2 separate regions of the Ovis aries genome follow, and region 2 is linked to region 1. Evidence: chromatin contacts called from public Hi-C data. All regions are on one chromosome and are shown on one strand. Each heading gives the region's core, a stretch centred on a gene start, on an enhancer-like site or on the middle of the called end of the contact. The rest is flanking DNA. Distances are from core to core; before and after follow the strand shown. Region 1 overlaps PRORP (protein only RNase P catalytic subunit). Region 2 has its middle 14 kb from the start of NFKBIA.

What was found. Hi-C and Micro-C count contacts between places; a contact is called where the count stands out from the background.
Region 2: a Hi-C map of retroperitoneal adipose tissue shows a contact between it and region 1, with 4 times the contacts expected there. The contact joins two enhancer-like sites. A contact is called at or near these places in 14 of 16 Hi-C or Micro-C datasets (blood, hypothalamus, liver and 6 more).

The regions. Positions count from the first base shown.
Region 1 is chr18:43,274,066-43,279,655 of ARS-UI_Ramb_v3.0, forward strand. It overlaps PRORP (protein only RNase P catalytic subunit), which reads left to right. Exons shown (of 8, transcript XM_012098802.4): 6 at 4,052-4,200. Among named protein-coding and RNA genes, the nearest start is that of PSMA6, 30 kb to the right of the region's middle. Within about 2 kb of position 1,491, at least 3 of the 54 cell types and tissues checked have an H3K27ac peak or open chromatin away from gene starts, as enhancers often do.
Region 2 is chr18:43,408,861-43,414,111 of ARS-UI_Ramb_v3.0, forward strand. No RefSeq gene overlaps it. Among named protein-coding and RNA genes, the nearest start is that of NFKBIA, 14 kb to the left of the region's middle. Within about 2 kb of position 1,876, at least 3 of the 54 cell types and tissues checked have an H3K27ac peak or open chromatin away from gene starts, as enhancers often do.

The sequences.
Region 1 (5,590 bases), core at 241-2,740:
CAGATTGCAGCTTAATATTTGGCTTGGCTTCTGTTCTAATTTGGTTTATCTCTAGTAGGAATAGATAAGAAGTTTTTCTTTTTTTTAATTCATAAGTGACATTACTCATACATGACTTACTTTTGGTGTAAACCTGAACAGTAGTTCCTGAGCTTAGGGTAAAAATACAATTGGCCGAGCTACATGTGTTGGAAATAAGTGGGTAGGGATGCTCAGGAAGTAGAAAAGCTGCCTAAGAGGTGGGAGAGGGTCATGAGAGCAAGAGCTATTCTGAATAACCCTAAATAGCAAGTGTAACTTCCTTTCCCTAGTCTTTTAACTTTTTACCTCCCCCTCTGCAGTCTCTGGAACTTCCTGGGTTTTATGGACTGTAGATCTTCAGAACTCTAAAGCCTTTAGGATCTGACATCTGCAGACATTATAGAAGTCCTATGCTGGTTTCCCAAGCAAGATAGCTATGATCAATATTCCTCATTATAGGATAAGTTCAGGAAGGAAAGTTTTAGAAACAACCCAAATATCCATGGACATGAATAGATAAGATGTTGTATATAGATACAATGGAATATTATTCAGCCTTAAAAATGAATAAAATTCTGATATGTGCCCTGTCTTTTCATTGATGTATTAAAATGCTTTATATTTTATGTTGTTATTCATATGTTAGGCATTATGTCTGCCATTTTATTTTTTGTTTTCTATTACCATTCTTTCCTATTTCTGTTTTATTTTTCCTGCCTTCCTGTGGGTTGCTTGAACTTTTCTTAGAATTCCATTTTTATGTGTCTATAGTTGGCTTTAAAAAAAAATCATAGTGTTTTTGAATATATATCTTTGCATAGCATTTTTAATGGTTGCTGAAAGCATCACATATGTATACACACACGCACACACATGTAACATCAGTCTGCTGGTGTTATCACTTTAACAGGTTTTCAGTCTTGCTAGACTGCGTCTTTTCTAGTCCTTTGGCTAGAGAGAACCGGCCTTTATTGGTCTTTTTTGTCTGTATCCATGACATTTCCAGGTTGCTGGCTTCTTGATTTCCAAGTATAGGAGGATATATGAGGCGAAAAGGAAATCCCAAGGTCCCTAGCCAGTCTGCCTTTTTATCTCTACAAAGTCTTGCATTTGTTTTATATACAAAACATCTGAGGGTTTTAGTTGTACATAGTGGAAGAAATAGGGAAGAGTACATCCACTCCGTTTTCCCAGAAGTAGAAATTTCTCCCATTTTTATTTTTGATCTAACATAGAATTAAGGTCACTTTTCTTTTTCTTTACTATTCTAAGTATATCTATGACTCTGGGCCAGCCCATTGGATCCAGTCTTGGAATTTACCTCACAGGAAGTAGGCTCATAGCTAGATTGCTATAGAGTTTCAGGCAAATGCCTCTATTCCATCCCGTACACTCATCTCTCTTTCCTGTGTCTTTATTCTCCCTTGTTTGCATCATTACCAGAGAGCTGCTGCTAGCCGAGACCTTTCGGCCACACGATGGTGCCCCAGAGTTGTTCAAGCTAACCTAAGCCCTTTCTGTTCTTCTTTGGGCCCCTGTCTTTAACTTAATATTAGTAAATTCAAGGCTGTTTATTTAAACCGAGGTATAGATATGAATGACTAAGCACACACACACACAGATGTGAAGACCCAATTGTGTATTTCTTTAAGCCATGTCTTCTCATGTATATGGAATCAGTATCAAAAATTGGTTTTGTTTGATTTTTTTTTGTTTTATATTGAGAATAACTTTATGGGAATTCATACAGGAGTTTTTAGAAAGCAGTTGTCATTCCTTTTAATGAATTCAGTTGCCATTTTTTGTCTGGGCTCATTGAAAATAATCTGTAATCTCAGCATAGCTTTAAGAAGAAAATTTGTAAGTGCATTTTGAAGGAGATTCATTCTCAATGTTTTGAGGTGTTTGAATCCCTGAACTAAACTTCCATAGTGAAGATGTTTGATTACCAACCCAGCTTTTAAAATAGTACCTTGTAAGATTATATAAAAATGCTTAGGATAAATAGACTGGCAAATAGAGTTAGATCTTTGGGTAGTGAGGTTATAAGTGATTTCCTCTTTCACTTTTCTTCTTGCCTATATTTTTCAAGTTTTCAGTAATAAAGGTAGGCATTTTGTATTTCACAATAGAGGTAGGCGTTTTCTTCAGCTAATCAGAAAATGTCTATTAACCATTCAGTATATGTGGAACCAGCATATACATCTTTCCAGGCTTGAGAGTTGGATAAGAAAATTATTAGGCACTCCCTCGCTGAAGTCAGGGGCCATATCTTCCAAAACTTCGTAAGCTATAATACCTACTATGTGCCTTATACATGGAGAGTTCTGGGAAATAACTGTTGAGTGAACAGAGAAGCCATTACTCATAACTTTTTCTGGTTGTAAAGCTTTGGGTCAGAGTCCTCACAGTGGTATTGGTACACTTCTCTGCTCACATTCAGTGGCCAACTTGTGTTCATTCTGTCCATTCATTCTAGAACTAAGAATTAGAGATCATATAACTAACTACTGTTTCCTAAAATAATAAGATTAGTAATGGGGTAGAATGGGCCAAAAATACATATAAATCCAAAGCATTAAACAGTACTTAAAAGTTCAGCTCTCGCTAATTCATTATTAGACTAACTGAGAGAATCCATGTGTGTTAGACTAACAGGTACTCAAGCAATATTTGACAACTGACCAAATAAATGAATGAAAAATTATTGAGTAAAGAATTTTAACTAATATCCTGAAAGTCTACATGGGAATAAATTTGAGTTAGGGAAAGCTAGGCTAAAATAAATGCCTTTCTAACCAAGACCCAAGAAAATTAAGGATTTCTTCAATGACTTTCAACTTGTGATTTTCAGAGGCCCTGGAGTTTTTATAAATTATAGAACTTTTATATTTCTGATGCACTGTTATATAACTTAAGTTAAAATATTTTATTAGCTTTTACATATTACACTTAGTAATATTCATTTATAGCTTAGTTTAATAGGTTGTACATGAAAGTAGTCTATAGACTTTTACTTATGAAAGATTGAATGTAAATAAGCTCACCAAAGTGTAGGAGTTACTAAAAATCCCACGTCAAACTTTTAAGAGGAATCCGTGTGCACACAAGACATGTGGGAAATGGGAAGAATATGGGGTAAATTCACTGAGTGGAAAATAAGCTGGAGGATGAAAGTTGACAGACCTTTTGGAGGAAAGAGGGATTTCAGTGAAAAGTAGCAATCTTAGCAGAATCATGATGTGGAAAAGTTGACTGAAAATTCAATATCTTCATGTATACATATGGCTGAATCCCTTCATTGTTCTCCTGAAACTATCACAACATTGTTAATCAGCTATATCCCAATACAAAGTTAAAAGTTAAAAAACCTTAAGTAAAAAAAAAAAAGAAATATCTATTCCAGCCATTTACAAACTTTTAATAAAAGCGTTAGTCTCTCAGTCGTGTCTGACTCATTGTAACCCCATGGACTATAGCCTGCTAGGCTCCTAACTGTTGCCATTCCCTTCTCCAGGGGATCTTCCTGACCCAGGGATTGAACTGAGGTCTCCTGCATTGTAGGCAGATTCTTTACCATCTGAGCCATCCTTTATTTAAATAAAAATCTATGCAGAATACCAATATATAAGTGACAAAAACTGAGCTGTTTGGGTTGAAACAGGGTTGGGAGTGTACAGGAACCAAACCCCATCCTTCTTAGCTCCCCTACCTCTCTCCCAGTGGGCCCTACAGAACACATTTTTAAAATGGCTCATCTTGTCTATGCTTAGAAACCTCCCCAGGTATCCCATGTAGCCTGGCCAGTGGGCAGGTGTTAGATAATCATTTGTAACATGGAAGCATTTTCCTCCGGTTTATTTACAAAGATGGGCAATTACCTCTTACCAGAAAAGACTGTTAAGGAATGTTTTCTCACCTCTTACCAGAAAAGACTGTTGGACCCATTGAGATTACCATCTAGCAGAATCACTCCCCTTACTTGAGATTCTTCCCTGACTTTCTTGGGGACTGACTTTGTGTTTTTCAGCTCTTGAATGTGGTCTCTCATCTCGCCAAGCAGAATCTTCAAGTGCTGGTCCTGGGCCGGAAGCATATGTTAACGCAGAATTCCCGGTGGAGAAGAGTTGAGATGGAAAAGATGCAAAAGCAAGCCAGCTTTTTTTTCGCTGACAACATGTAGGTATTGAAGTTATTAAGTGAGTTACACTAGGCTCCAGTCATCTGCTTGTTACCTGTTTTTCTGTTTTTAAAGTGCATGTGTGTGTGAGTATACTCAGCCTCATTCAAAAAAAAAAATTTATAAAAATATAGTTTTTATAGCAGGATAAACTTAAATAGATGAGAAATCAGTTTAAAGGAGAAATAAAGTGAAAGTGAAGTTGCTCAATCGTGTCCGACTCTTTGCGACCCCATGGACTGTAGCCTATCAGGCTCCTCTGTCCATGGGATTTTCCAGGCAAGAGTGCTGGAGTGGGTTGCCATTTCCTTCTCCAGGGGATCTTCCTGACCCAGGAATTGAACCCGGGTCTCCCGCATTGCAGGCAGACGCTTTACCATCTGAGCCACCAGGGAAGCCAAAAAGGAGAAATAAGTTAAAACCCAAATGAGATTAGTACACAGAATGCATGCCATAGATTCCTGAACAGATCATTTAACAAATATTTAGCAAATACGAGCACCATCTGTGTTCTCAGAGAAACACCAGTGAACAAAACCAAGTCCCTGTCATCTTGGAACGTAACAGTAGACAGGTAAACAGATAAACAGGCAATGATCAAAGCTGTGAGGGGAGTAGGGAGCTGGAAGAGGACTAGGTCCAATATCGAGGGGGGTGAATGGAGAGATCATCAGGAAAGGCCTTGGGGAGGACACAGATCTGAAGAGAACAAGTGAGTCGTTTGAGAAACAAGGAGAGGTAGTGGGAAGAAACTACCAGGCAGAAGGAACAGCAAGTGTTCAAAAGGCCCTGAACAACAACAAAAGAGGGCCTCTCCGGTGGTCTAGTGGCTAAGACTCCACACTCGCAGTGCAGGGAGGCCAAGTTTGATCCCTTGTCAGGGAACTAGATCCTGCATGCTGCAACTAAGAGTGCACGTGCCACAACTAAGACCCACCACAGGCGGGGAGGGGGGAAAAGAGGGCTGTCAGTCAGGAATGAGGGGAGCTGGCAGGCCAGTGTGGATGGTCAGTTCTGAGGTCGCAGAGAAGGCAGGGACCGCATTACAGAGGACCTCATGGGCTCTGGATTTTATTCTAAGTATAAAGGGAATGTTGCTGTGAGCTACCGCTTCCCAGGAAACCAAAGGAAGATGGAAAACATGATCAGCAAGGAAATACACAGTGTCCATACAGTATGCAGAAAGTAGCTAGTCAGGAGGAGCACAGATCTACAACACCATGTATTAACTGTTAGCACGCATTTAGGTTCTCATACTGTTTATGCTGACAAAGGTTTATTTACAACTTAACATGGATCATGAGCAAACCTCAGTCCTGAGTCTAGGTTTCGTTGGGTTGAATGTGATAACTTCAAGATTTGTCAGTATTATCCAAACCGTTCGTTCTT
Region 2 (5,251 bases), core at 626-3,125, 140 kb after region 1:
GGGGGTTTTGTTTAAATTAAAAACTTTTTTTTCTTTTTTTTGGTTGCACCGAGCAGCATGAGGGATCTTAGTTCCCCACCTGGTGACTGACCCCAGGCCCCTTGCAGTGGATGTGCAGAGTCCCAACTGCTGGACCACCAGGAAGGTCCCTGGGGGGTTTACGTGGTGGCTGCCATCAGTGTGCTTTGGGGGACAGTGTGGCAAACAGACTGGAGAGGATTAGGCATGAAGCTGGCGGCCAGTGAAAGGCAGTGACTGGGAAGTGAGGAAAGAGATGGCTAAAGAGATCCCAGAGTGGGGACAGAGAGGATGAGAGGCAAGGAGAGAGAAGGAGGCATCAGGAGCTTCTAGTTCCTGACCTGGGCTGCTTAGTGGGGAAATTGGAAGAAGAGTGGGTGGGGGAAGTGATGGGTTCTCTGTTGGGTGTTTTAATCTCAGGGGACCTAGAAATGTGGAGATTTCTAAGAGAATAAAATATTTGGGAGTCGTCAGCTTACTTGAGAAATAGCTGAAGTCAGGGTGAAGACAAAGTCACCCAGAATTGCGTGTAGATTCTAAGAATCAAGATGCGAACACCAGCACTTAAGAAACTGAGGGTAAGAAGCCAGCAAAAAATCTGAGAACAGCTCAAGAGACGGGAGGGAAATCGGAAGAGGGGCTGTCCCAGAAGCTGAAAAAGGCGAGAGGTATGAGAAGATGGTCATTGGAAGAGGAGTCCAGTGTGGCAAGATTGTGTGACTGTACAGATTGCTCACCAATTCAGGAAACTTGAGAAAAGGCCAGATTGAAAGAAAATAAAGTTTTCCTTATGATAGAATGTTGAATTACTTCAAATACACATTTATAAGGTTAAGTAAAGAGGTCCTTCAGGGCTGTGATTGCAAGATTTACCAGTAGTACATTGAAATCATGGAAGAAAAATCTAGCAGCTATTTTATTTTGTAGGTGAAGAGACAAGGTCGATGAGGTTAAGGGATGTACCCAGCTAAGGGATGTTGGATGTGACCAATTTAGGTCACACAACTAAGTCGACCAGGACTAGAATCCATATCTCTAGATAATTTAGCCCTCCGCTGTTTACTCAGTGGTTAGTTCTCAAACTGCAGCTTGCCTTAGAGTCAACAGAGGGCTTTTAAAACTAGATTGCCTCACCCCCCTTCTCCCATGCCCCCACCTCTGGAGATCTTTGTTCAGTAGGTCCTGGGTAGGGCTTGAAAATGTCTTTCTTACAAGCTCTAAGTCCTTTATTGCTTCTGGCCGGGGACCACACTTTGAGAACCACTGCTCTAGATGCTTCTGAACACTTAAAAGTAGGGAGGATTTTAGAAAGCAGCTGGGTTTCCCAGGATGCTTGACCGTTCTCTAAGAAACTCTCAGGATAGTAATTCACTTGGAAAGAAATTCATGTGAGTCAGTGTCCCTGTGGAAAGTATGAATATGGAACTGGACTTGATTCATTCAAAGCTCTGCCCTGAGTGCGCACGCTGTTCTAGACTTTTCTTGGCATGGGAGATACAGTCCAAAACTCTGCCCTCAGGGAGCTTACCTTGTTTAGGAGACAGAAATATACCAGATAAATAAGTAAAATATAGACTACACTAGTGAGGGTGTTTAAGAGAAAAATGAAGTCAGAGAAAGGAGTAGAAATGTCAGGGCAGCAGGACATATTGAAATTTTAAGCAGGGTGGCTGGGAAGAGGAGAGGGCAACGGCGAAGACCTGAAGGAAGGGAGAGAGTGAGCTGGGTGAGTGCAAAGGCCCTGAGGTGGGCCCTCTTGGAAACACGGCAGGGAGGCACTGTGGGTGAAGTGGAGTGAGTCAGGGGAAGAGCAATAGGAAATGAAGTCAGAGATCTCAGAAAGCCAGGTCAATGCTGGGATCTTAGGAAAGGATTTTTCACATTTAGGAAATTCCTCCCTAAAAAGTTACTCCATTTCTCTTGGACTAAACCGTATTATCTATTGCTAAGGGAACATTAGGTCCCAAACTTGAGCTCTGGCTCTAGGGATACTGAAGGGTTATAGAAATTCCCTCCACAGAGCGGCTAAGGAGTTTGCTCAGCTGCTTGTTTTCTTCTCCAAACAATTGCCCACAGGCCGGTCTGCAGAGACAGGCCTAGGAGGACATGCGTTTCTCTGATCACCTTCTCCATGTGTCTATGCACGGCCCCATCCCGCCTTCCTCATTCATGCCCTATCCCACCCCCATCTCTTCACTCAATGCTGAGAGAATTGCCCTGGCAGTGTGTGCCACATTTTTTCTGTATTACAAATGACATTGTCCGCACTTCTGGGAAAAACGGACCCCACCCACAGGAGTCTTGGGCGGTGGCTCAGACCTTCAGTTTGTCAGTCTGCATTCTTTTTATGGTCAAGACTTTTGGATCCTGGCCCACCCCACAACCACCTGTATTGGGGAAAGAAAAAACCCAATGCTTTAAAGGACAGCCTAGGATGTTTGTCTTTCTGGAAGATTATTGAATTTATATTCGAATGTATAGAAGGCAAACTATTAGGCTTGATGGAACATTGTGCTAAGAAAGCTTTGCTTTTTCTTACATTCTCACACATACAGTCTGACCTCGAATAGGATTGGATCTATAGCACAGCAAGGTGTTTGTGGTCTGTGAAGTCTCAGACTAGGTCCTGCCGCAACACGCAAGACCAGAAAGATGTAGTCCTGGAGTCTGGGGGGTTATATCCTAGGCCTCTGAGAATAGAGGAATATTTATGAGAATTTATGTTTTCATGTCGGGACATGAGACGTATTTTCTAGCAGAACAAAAGAGAATTCTAAGCTCCCCTCACAATTTGGTTTTGAGTCTTCAGAGTATATATCTGTTTCCTTGAGTGGAATATAGTTTTGAAGCTAATACTAATATTGACAAATTAGTAAGTTATCTGTGGGTAAAAATGATTAAGTATTGGATTTAAGAACAAATGAGTTTTCACTGATGACTTTTCTTTCCAGACTTGAATTTCAGGCTCTTAGTGGCCCATGTAGCGTAAAGGGTGAGTTTCCCCACCTCTCTGGAACAGCAACTCTGTCCCATCCAGAAAAATATACCACATGTGGGATGCTCTAGGAGCTTAGATGACCTGTCCCACTCCTGGAGTCTGGGGGCTCTTTGGCACAGGGGCATTTTTTGTTGATCTCTAGAATCTTAGGTGGTGGGGGCTGAAGTGACCTTGAAGGTCAGTTAGTTCAAGTACTCCTTTTATATTTAAAGTGTGTCTCAATATCCTCACTAAGTGGTCTAGCAGCTTTGGTAAAACACCTCCAGTTTGCACCTAGGAAGGACATTAAGTGAGAAGAGAGACCCCAGTTATACTTACTGAAGGCCTTTGTGCGGGAGCTGAGTTTTGATGTGGTTAATCTGCTCAGTTCAAATGAAAGTCAGTTCAATTAAAAGAGAGGAAAAGGAAACTTGGCCAATGTCTCTCTTCTTTTGCCAAATGAAACAGTATTGTGGATGCAGAATTGAGACTACCTTTTTGGAAAACAGCTAAATGGCAAGCACCCTACACTCGTATTTCCCTTCTAATTAAAAAACAATGCCATTAAAAAAAAAAAAAAGGAAAAAGAAAAAACAATCCCAAATGCCAGACCACAACAGCAAAATGTTTCACAGTGCCCCCACCCCAATAAACCCTCGTTTCTTGTCTCCACCAACAAAAACAACTTTTATGGCCCAGTCTGTACATGAATCACTCTGTGGAAATGATAGCAAATGCAATAACCCCAGACAGCTGCAATTATCTAAATGTCTCCTTATTAGCCATTTGAATGGTTGAAGCCTTATAATCAAATCAGAATGAATGCTAATCGAAATCTAATAGAGCTTACGTCCGTTTGATTAGGTATCAGAATTTGATTCCGATATTGTTAAGTTACAGCTATGGCCCATCAAGTCACACTAAAAATACATTTTATAACCTTATTGGCAAAAGAAGATAGATTCTTTCCATAAACAAGGGCAAACTGGAACTGGTTTGTACTGTGCCAGCGCCACCTACCGGGATTTAGTGGAACTGCAGAGACCATCTTTCCTTGGAAGTGGGGCACAGCTATTTGTTGTCTGATTCCAAGAAGATTTTTGAAATTTAAGCAAGAGATACTGCCCACGTTTTTAATTCTATAATTAAATATGACTGCTTATCATGGAGAATATTAATAATGATTATTTCTGGGAAAGTGTGTGTTGGCAAGAACTAGAGGTAAAATTGGCTAGACTAGGTGAGACCAGTTAATGGAGGGCTGCTGGGTGAAGAGCTGCAGAAATGAGCCTTAGCACTCCCCATGTCCTAACTGACTCCATTCCTCCCCTTCTCTCTGCTAATGGAAGATTCACTTACTGTTTGTAATACCTCTGGAATAAATAACAGGTACTGAATCTCTGCTGTGGTACAAATACAGTCTCAAAATCCTGTTGAAATATAAACTGTGGTCCCTTCCTGAGGGGGTTTGTAATCAGTTCTGTGAAGAGTTTGGAAAAAATACATGATACCTCATAGTAGCAGTTAAGGGCTAACTTTTGTCATATAGTAGTGTGCTAAGAAAGAATGGTTGGGATGTAAATTTTTAAAAATTGAAGTATAGTTAATTTGCAATGTTGTGTTAGTATACAGCAAAGTGATTCAGTTATATATATATACATATATATGTATATACATATATTCTTTTTCATATTTTTCCATTGTAAGTTATTATAAGATATTGAGTATAGTTTCCTGTGCTATACTGTAGGTCTTTGTTGTTTACCTATTTTATATGCAGTAATGTATATATGTTAATCCCAGGATCCTAATTTACACTCCCCCATCCCCTGCTATCCCTTTGGTAAAGGGATGTAAGTTGGGTGTAAGTTTTTTGAGACTTTACGTGTGTGAAATAAATTTATTCTACACTCAAGCTTAAGACAGTTTGCCCATATAAAGTATACTTTTCTCTCACTCGGTGAATACATAGGGAAGCTTGTTTGTAAAATATATGTCCCAGGAGTTTGAGAGGTAGTAGAGGGATGGTAAGTCAAATTTGTTGCTTAATTTACTAACTGCCTAGAAACTTAAGGTCTATATATTTGCATACTGGATTTGACCTGAATTAGCCCTGATCTTTTTTCAAATTTTTAAAATTGTGAAATACACATAACATAAAAATTGCCATCTTAATCATGTTTAAGTAACAGTTCAGTGGTATTAATTACATCCATATTGTTGAGCAGCTGTCACCACCATCCATCTTCAAAACTC